Regions from separate parts of the Muntiacus reevesi genome. Here region 2 is linked to region 1. The links are chromatin contacts, called in public Hi-C maps. All regions are on one chromosome and are shown on one strand. The core of a region is the stretch at or near the end of the contact, and the rest is flanking DNA. Distances in the headings are between cores, read along the strand shown. Region 1 holds the start of SVIP (small VCP interacting protein). Region 2 holds the start of GAS2 (growth arrest specific 2).

Evidence for each region. Hi-C and Micro-C count contacts between places; a contact is called where the count stands out from the background.
Region 2: a Hi-C map of muscle shows a contact between it and region 1, with 8 times the contacts expected there. The contact joins the promoter of GAS2 here to the promoter of SVIP in region 1. A contact is called at or near these places in 2 of 3 Hi-C or Micro-C datasets (blood and muscle).

Annotation. Positions count from the first base shown.
Region 1 is chr5:21,243,978-21,247,746 of mMunRee1.1, reverse strand. SVIP (small VCP interacting protein) reads right to left here and starts at 2,121. Exons shown (of 4, transcript XM_065936420.1): 1 at 1,979-2,121; 2 at 1-41. The coding sequence starts at 2,032.
Region 2 is chr5:21,423,466-21,427,538 of mMunRee1.1, reverse strand. GAS2 (growth arrest specific 2) reads left to right here and starts at 1,984. Exons shown (of 9, transcript XM_065937228.1): 1 at 1,984-2,105. It overlaps FANCF (FA complementation group F), which reads right to left and starts at 1,878. Exons shown (of 1, transcript XM_065937223.1): 1 at 297-1,878. The coding sequence starts at 1,750. The coding sequence ends at 671.

The DNA.
Region 1 (3,769 bases), core at 872-3,371:
CTCCTCTCTGCAGCCTCTGCAAGCTTTGCTCTTTTTTCTTCCTAAAAAAAATGTGTAAGAAATATGGTTTTAAACAAAACCAAACATGATCCTTGGTATTTTATACTTCATCTTACCAGTAATATAATAGTAAGCACAAGGTGAGACATATATCTACACCTATATATACACATTTTATATCTCATACATACATACACAGATTGGCCTGTGAAATAATCTATTTGCCTTTTTTTTTTTTAAAGTTAGTCAGGGCAATAATAAAACAAATGACATTGAGCAATACAAGCAGGGAAATACATGGTTGATACTGCCAATTAAAAAGGAGTTTGAGGCAGCCTGGTATTTTCAGAAAAAGTTCATGAATGAAGAGAATGAATCGCATTGTGTAGGACAAGAAGGACTGAAGGATATTTGAGATGTACTGTTCTATGTTGGGACCCCGTGAATATTATTTTTCTACCTGAATTAATTGCAAGTTATAAGTTATTTAAATATGTAAGAGAGTAAACAGCATTCTCTTGGGAGCTGTGTTAATAATTTCATTTTCCACAAAACACTCATTCATTCACTTAATCATTCTTTGGATACTTAATGAGCAACGATCATACCTAGGAACTATTCCCCGTGCTGAGAATACAGCAGTGAAATAATATAGAGAAATATTTCCACCCACATGGAATTTACATTCCAATAAGAACAGTCATATATAATCAAATAAATATACATTTATTAGACTGAAGGAAGTGCTTCTGGGAAATACAAAGAAAAGTATGGTCAAAATGGAAGGATGCGTTGATGGTAGAGTGGAGGATCTATTTTATTTAGAGTGGTGAAGAAAAGCCTTAAAGAAAAGTGACATTCAAGTATTCTGCCATGTGGTTATCTCTGGGGGTGGCGGGGAGGGCTTAACAACTGCTGGCACATTAGTTTTTTATCAACAGCCAGATAAAGAAAATTAAGAACATTTAAAAGCAACAGTAGCAAGAAAGACAAGGTGAATTTTCTCCTATCAACTTCCAGGTCATTTTTAGCACTTAAGATCAAATAGCTGAAGAGTTAATGTACTTCCCTAAACAACTCATTTCCTTCAACGAATTTTTAGCCAAATATTAATAAAGGAGAGGAACTTAGGTTTTCTGTTAGCAATTTCCTGTAAGGATTATTAAGGTAAAAAGGCTGTTAAAAATAGAAAGCTACAAAAAGTATAAATGTACTATACCACAAACCACCTAGATACATCTGCAATTATCCAGATAAATAACAAATACTTTCTAGTACAAGTATGTCCCCAATAAAGATGGTGACAAATCGACATATTTTAAAGATGCATTTCTCGTTAAACTGAAAATTCAAATTTCAGGGCGCCTTGTATTTTTATCTAAACGTGGCAACCTTACAAATTATATACTCTGTACTACATAAAATGCTTTTTAAAATAGAACTTGGATAAATACTAAGGAGAAATTCATAAATACAGTATCTAATAAAAAACAGAAATATACGAGACTATTGAGCACCTTCTTTAAACAGCTGATACAGACACATAAAAATGCACATCTCCTACAAGATGAAACTCCTCAGTTCACGGAGAAAGAGGGAGGTCTTTTCACATATTAAGTTCATCTACCGCATCTCCAGGAGTGGTCCCCACAGCGAACCGTCCCCGTTCGCCTGCGTCCTACGAACTCCGATTTCGCCGGCGGCGAAAGGTAAAGAGACACTGGAGCCGCCTTCAGAGGGAGAGAGACGGACGCGGAGGCAGCCCCCAAATCCCGCAGGCAGGACGTCGACGTCCCTCGGGTTGCAGCCACCCGTCTCTGCCAGCTGGGTCCCCACCGGCTGCTCTCCGGCCCGCGCCACCGTGTCTAACGGCCCGTCCCGGGGCCGCAGCTCGGGCCTCCCGGCGCGCCCCTCCGGGAACAGGTGCGCGCGGCGCCGGCGGGCTGACGCGGGGAAGCGGGCAGGCAGCCTTACTCACCAGGTCCGGCGAAGGAGGCGCGGCCTCGGTGGGACAGGGAAAACACAGCCCCATAGGGATCGCGGCCGGGGTCTGCTCCGCGGTCCGCCCAAACCAGGCCGTGAGAACTGCGCGATCAAACGCTGATCCCAGGTCTGCGGCGCTCGCTCCGCCCCCGCCGGGCGGCTCGGTGACTGGGCGGCTCAGCCCCGCCGCTCGCTTTGCCCCGCCCCTCTGCCGCAACGCCCCGCCCCCCCGGCTCCGCCCCCCGCTCCGCGGCTCCGCCCACTCACTCTCCCCGCCCCACGACTCCGCCCACATCAATACCCCGCCCCGCGGCTCCACCCACGTCCCACCATTCCTCCTGGGCTCGGCTCCGCCCCACTGTTGCCGGGCTCCACTCCGGCCCCGCCTCGACCCCGCCCCGACCCCGCCCTTGCAGGTAGCCCCGCCCCTCTGAGGCCACTCCCCACCCATACCTCCAGAGGCTCCGCTAGGACCAAGCCTTGGACTCAGGAAACACCTGCTGAGAGCAGCACGCGGAAGAGGGATGGATGGAAAAGTGGCTATAGCCTACAAACCTCTCTGTGGCTCCCAGTTGGCTGACCCTGTATACATGAGTGACGTGACTCGGGATAGTCTATGTTATCTCTTTTGTGAAAAGGGGCTCTGACTTCCAAGAAATCAAAGCCAAGATTTCAAGTTGATGTCAGCACGCATTTCTCGTAGTGCCTCTCACTACTACTCCAGTTGAGAGGGCAGAACATGAAATTTATCACCATGTTTTAGAATTGAGTCGCATGAATGCAGCATTAGTTGAGATGTCTATTGTTTTCTGGTGCGTTGGATGTATTTTTCCATTCAAGAGTAGCAGTAACGTTTGAAATATTCAGAAATATTTAGAGAGGATGCTTCTCAAATTTAATAGGTATAAGAATCACCTGAGCATCAACTTAAACGAATTAAGGTATGAGTTAACAAATATCACAGCCAAATGGACATGGAAACTTGATGGCAGCATACGGGGTTCCTGATCTTAATCTTCTGTTAACAGCTTTATGAAGTCACCAAGTGGTTCTTTAAAATTGTTTAATTTTTTTACCCAGTTAATTGCTGTGGTCTAAAAGTTATCAGAAAACTGCACTTGTCAAAAAATCTTTTCTATGAATCCTTTTGAATATGAAGTGCTTATTGCAATAGCATCAGAGTAAAACAGTGACCGTCTATAAATGACAAAGGAGTTTAAAAAACATGATTGAAGATCTGATTACAATGCAGTTTACAAAGAAACTTGGTTACTACTGTGAGTTACAAAATTCAGTATAATTAGTAGAATTATGGCTGTTAATATTTTACTTAGACATATTAGATTTTTAGGAGGCCCATAATTTCCAGAACATCTATATTAATAACATTTACCCCTACAACATAAACTAAGTTTTATCACAACTCATTTGATAATGCCTACATATAATTTCATGTACAAAGTAACCCTAACTTGTTTAATATTTCTTTCCATCAGATTTTTCAGATGTTCTGTCTGAAGCATCCCAAAGTTAGCTAGAGGTCAAAAGAACTTTGATTAGAATCTGAAATTTGGAAAGTTTGTCAAAAATATCAAAAATGTTTCAAAACATTTAATCAAATATTATAGGTTCACATGTTACTGTGGAACAATACTTATTCACTTAACCAAAGTGACAATAAAAGATTTCAAGAAGCAAATGTTGCAAGTTGTAACAGAATACTGGTTAAAGATAGAGAAACTTTATAATTAGTTATCAAAAGAAGATCAATATTTTCCAAAAACTT
Region 2 (4,073 bases), core at 735-3,234, 180 kb before region 1:
GTAACCTCCTCCAGTATTCTTCCCTGGAAAATTCCATGGGCAGAGAAGCCTGCAAGTCTACAGTCCATGGGGTCCCAAAGAGTCAGAGGCAACTAAGCACGTAGGCACACAAGGCTGGTTAACTTATTAGAGTGTCCAGGTTAACAAGGCCAAAATCCAGGGTATAAAGCCCAACTAGGCCAGTTGGCTTTCCAAACCATTTCTGACAACACATGTAGTTAAAGAAATCTCTTCACTTCTGAAGACTTAAAAAAAAACAACTATAAAAGTAAGGCATTAAAAAGGTAAAAATGGTGTCTTGTTGGTCACTGGAAAACTACTTTTTCTATGACAAGTACATATATTTTCGGGATTATTAGAAATGCACCTTCCAAAACACAACTATGTTAATTCTACGGCTTTAGGTAGGATACTTTCAATGTTACCTCCTCTATCCAGAAAACCCATGGCACTACACGGCAGTTACTTTACATATTGTAATTAAGTTACAATTACTTTATTATATATTAGGGCCTAAAACAACATTCTGGACACGTGAAAGTACAGGAGATGTGGTGAGAACACAGGCATTTTAATTTTGTAAACCATACATTCGAGTAATCAATAACACAATGCTGCCCACAGAGAACTGGAGCCTGGGCTGAAAACTCTTCTCTTCCCCAGGGCGATATCATACACGGCTCCCAAGAGCTAACAACAGGTCTGTCCAGATGCTAAGACCAGGGACTTCGAAATCTCCATCTTGAGCCTTATAGGATTTCAGGGCAGTTAGAACTTCATCTTTCAGAGGCGGAGGGGCCTGACAGAGGCTTTGAAACCTGCTCAACAACTCCTCCCAGGGCACATCCTGGGGCTCAGTTCCAATCCAAAGGCCTTTCGGAAGGTCATAGTGCAGTTGGCGACCCCAGTTTGTGAGCAGACCTAGATAGACAGGGGACAGCTCTGGATGGCGCCCTGCCACGGAAGTTAAAACCTCGGCTGGGAGGTTGCGGCAAAAGGCAACCACGACATCTGATTTCCCCAGAAGCCAACGAATCAGCTCTTGACCCCCGTCTCCCGGTGTTCTGGGGCTGCCTACTCCCAATTCCTCTTCTTGAAGCCGGAGGGACGCCGGCGGCAGCAACAGCGCGGCCGCCATCACCTTCAGGAAGTTGTTCTGAGGCAGGCGCTCCCACAGGCGGCTTAGAAGCCTGCCAGAACTCTCCGCTTCGGATTCCCCCACCTCCTGCAGACGCCTCAGCAGCAGCTCCGCCTGCGTCTTCATCAGTGAGTCCTTCTGAAGGACCGGGTTCTCTCTGTAGGCGTGGAAGTGCAGCATGTGGGCAGCGGTCCGGCAGCGGGCGAAGCGGGCCAGGCTGCCCTGGAGCGCCTCCTCCTCGGCGTCCGGAACGCCGGGGCCGGGAAAGAGCTGCTGCAGCAGGCAGTGAAAGGCGGCATCCCCGAGGGCCGGGTTCGCCAGCAGTCGCAGAGACAGCAGCTGGTCACACTGCCCCAAGGCCTGGAAGTTCGCCAAGCCCGGGGCTAGAACGGGCCCAGATTCACCCTCCTGCTTCCACTGGTTTTGCAGTCGCCGCTCCAGAGCTTTGCGAATATGGGTATGGCGGCCAAAGCGCCTGTGGATGTGGCGCAGGTAGCCAGCCCACTGTAAAGCCCTGCGAACGGTTGCGGGGTCCCAAGTGCGGACGTGGGTTGTGCGGGAGACAGCCAGAACCTCAGAGAAACGCTCCAGGTGCTCCAGAAGCGAGTCCATGGGGCGCCGCAAGGCCTTACTTCCGCCTTCACCCTGGCGACGGAGACTCTTTGAGTGCTGATTGGTGCGTCGGCCAAATGATACGCCTCTCTGCAATGCTATTGGGTAAAGTGCCTGTCAATCTCACAGAGGCCTTAATCCGGGTACCTGGACTCCGGGAAATTTAAGTCTGAGCGAAGGCCTGTATTTCATCATGGATGTTGAGGGGGCTTTTAAGCAAGGACGATTTAATGAAGGGCTAGGACTGGAGAATTACCGGATCCACGTGGGAGATGCTGCTGCTGCTATTTACGGAGGTCTCCGTGCTTCCTTTCGCTTTAGAAACAATCTCTAGTAGAAATTTCCTGAGTTTTGCGTGAGTAAATCTCTGTTAAAGTTTATCATAATTGGGGAAAGCCAGAGACGTGCTGTTACATATAAGAAAATGTTATTAAATGAAAATTTTAGTTCATTTCAGTTTAGTAAAAAGGTACTGACCCAAGTAATTAATGCCAGACACTACACTAAAGCCTGGGCCTCGATCTTATCCTTTCATTATTAGAACTTGAATTCTAGGTTAAGTGAAACTTCAGGATTAACACTTTCTTAAAATGTTAAAGGAATTTAAATTTTTATTTCAAAGTTTCAATGTTGTTTTTCGTTTTTGTAATTTCCAAGGCAGAATAGCACTCTTATTTCACCCAGCTAATTGAACTAAGTGGCATTGAACTAACAGACTGTGGGAGTTAAGCATTTGTAAACAAGCATCAGAAAAAGAGGCTTTCACAAAAAGCCTACCTCATATGATCCTGGTGAGGATTAAATAAAATGATAAATGTGAAATGCCATCTTTAGTATTTTGGCTGTCTTTTAGTGTCCATTCTATCATTAGCCTTAGTCTTTTTGCATAATAAAGATGCAGTTTTGAGGACTGATTGCAGCTCACAGTGGACGGGTAGGCCGCTTTGAGCTACTTGTGTTAATCCAACCCACTCTTAATTTAGTAATTAATTCAGGAAACCCAGTCTTAAATGGACCAATGTGAAGCATTTCCTAAGGACAGAAATTTGTTCAGAAATGGCCAGGTGAATCAATTCCAATCAGTGAGGCCTATATGATTACTTTTCTTACTCTTCAGAGTTGGTGGATCATGAACATTGACCAATATGAAGAGAGAGTTGTATTGGATAATGCAGCTGTATGCAAGCTGGGTATCAAGCATGCTTAAGAAATTGTTTCTTCCTCTTGATGCTGTTGAATATTTAATGAAGCCCAAAGCTACCAGATCCATCTCTTTCCCTGAACCAATAGAATTTCAGAATCATAAGGAATACATTGGAGTAAGACAACTCTCAGATTAACCTGTTTAAGATTATAGCACTATATATTCCCATTTCTTTTGCCAGTTTTATTTTCTGTTGCTTTCAACTAAATATACCGAAGTAATACCAGCTCTTCAGAACACCGGTGTATGGGGCATATAAACACTCTCTGAACAGTACTATTATTGTTAATGTTATATAAGCCTCCGAAGTGAATATCTTCTCATGTCTTCTCCAAATTCTGTTCCTCCCTATTATAAAAGAGCAACCACCAACACTGTGGTCAAAGGTGGAGAAAATTTTAGCAAAGAAACACACAGCTTGATGTTGCCATATTTACTGTTGGTCCTGAGATGTCTGATGCATTCTTTTCCTATGGACTAAGACTTGAAAAATCAAGTTGTGCCATACTCTAGGTTAGGTTTCATATTTTTAGTTATTTTAAGATATGCATTACATCAGAAATTATACAACACTATGGAACTATGGAACTGGGAGACCAATGAAAACATAGTATTCCAATGCCCCTTTGTATTACTCTGAACAATATTATATTCACATACTGACACTTATTTCAGTCCTCTGCTTGTGGAAATAATATTTTTTTATAGGAACAGGCAGACCTGGACTCTACATCTTCAGGCAGGGCAGACTTAGAGGGTTTTTTTCTCATTCTAGAATCAGTTTCATGGAAGGAAAGTGCTTTGGCATTTTGCAATCACTCTGAGGGCAAATACTATGGGCAATGGTTACACCTGATCCTAACTCAGTTACTTGATTCAAGACTGAGTTTTGAGTAGGTCTCTCTATAGCCTCTAGTAGCAACAATAAATAACAAGCTGATACAACTTTTGAAGACAGATTTCTTACAGAAACTTTACAAACATACTTGCCTCTTTTTGTGACAATGCAAACTCTTTCTCAGAGGTGATTATATGTCTCAATGGGAGTTATTTATATAAAATCAAAAATTTCTTTGTTTTACTTGCTTCCCTTACAAAGAGGGAAAGTCATCAAATGAA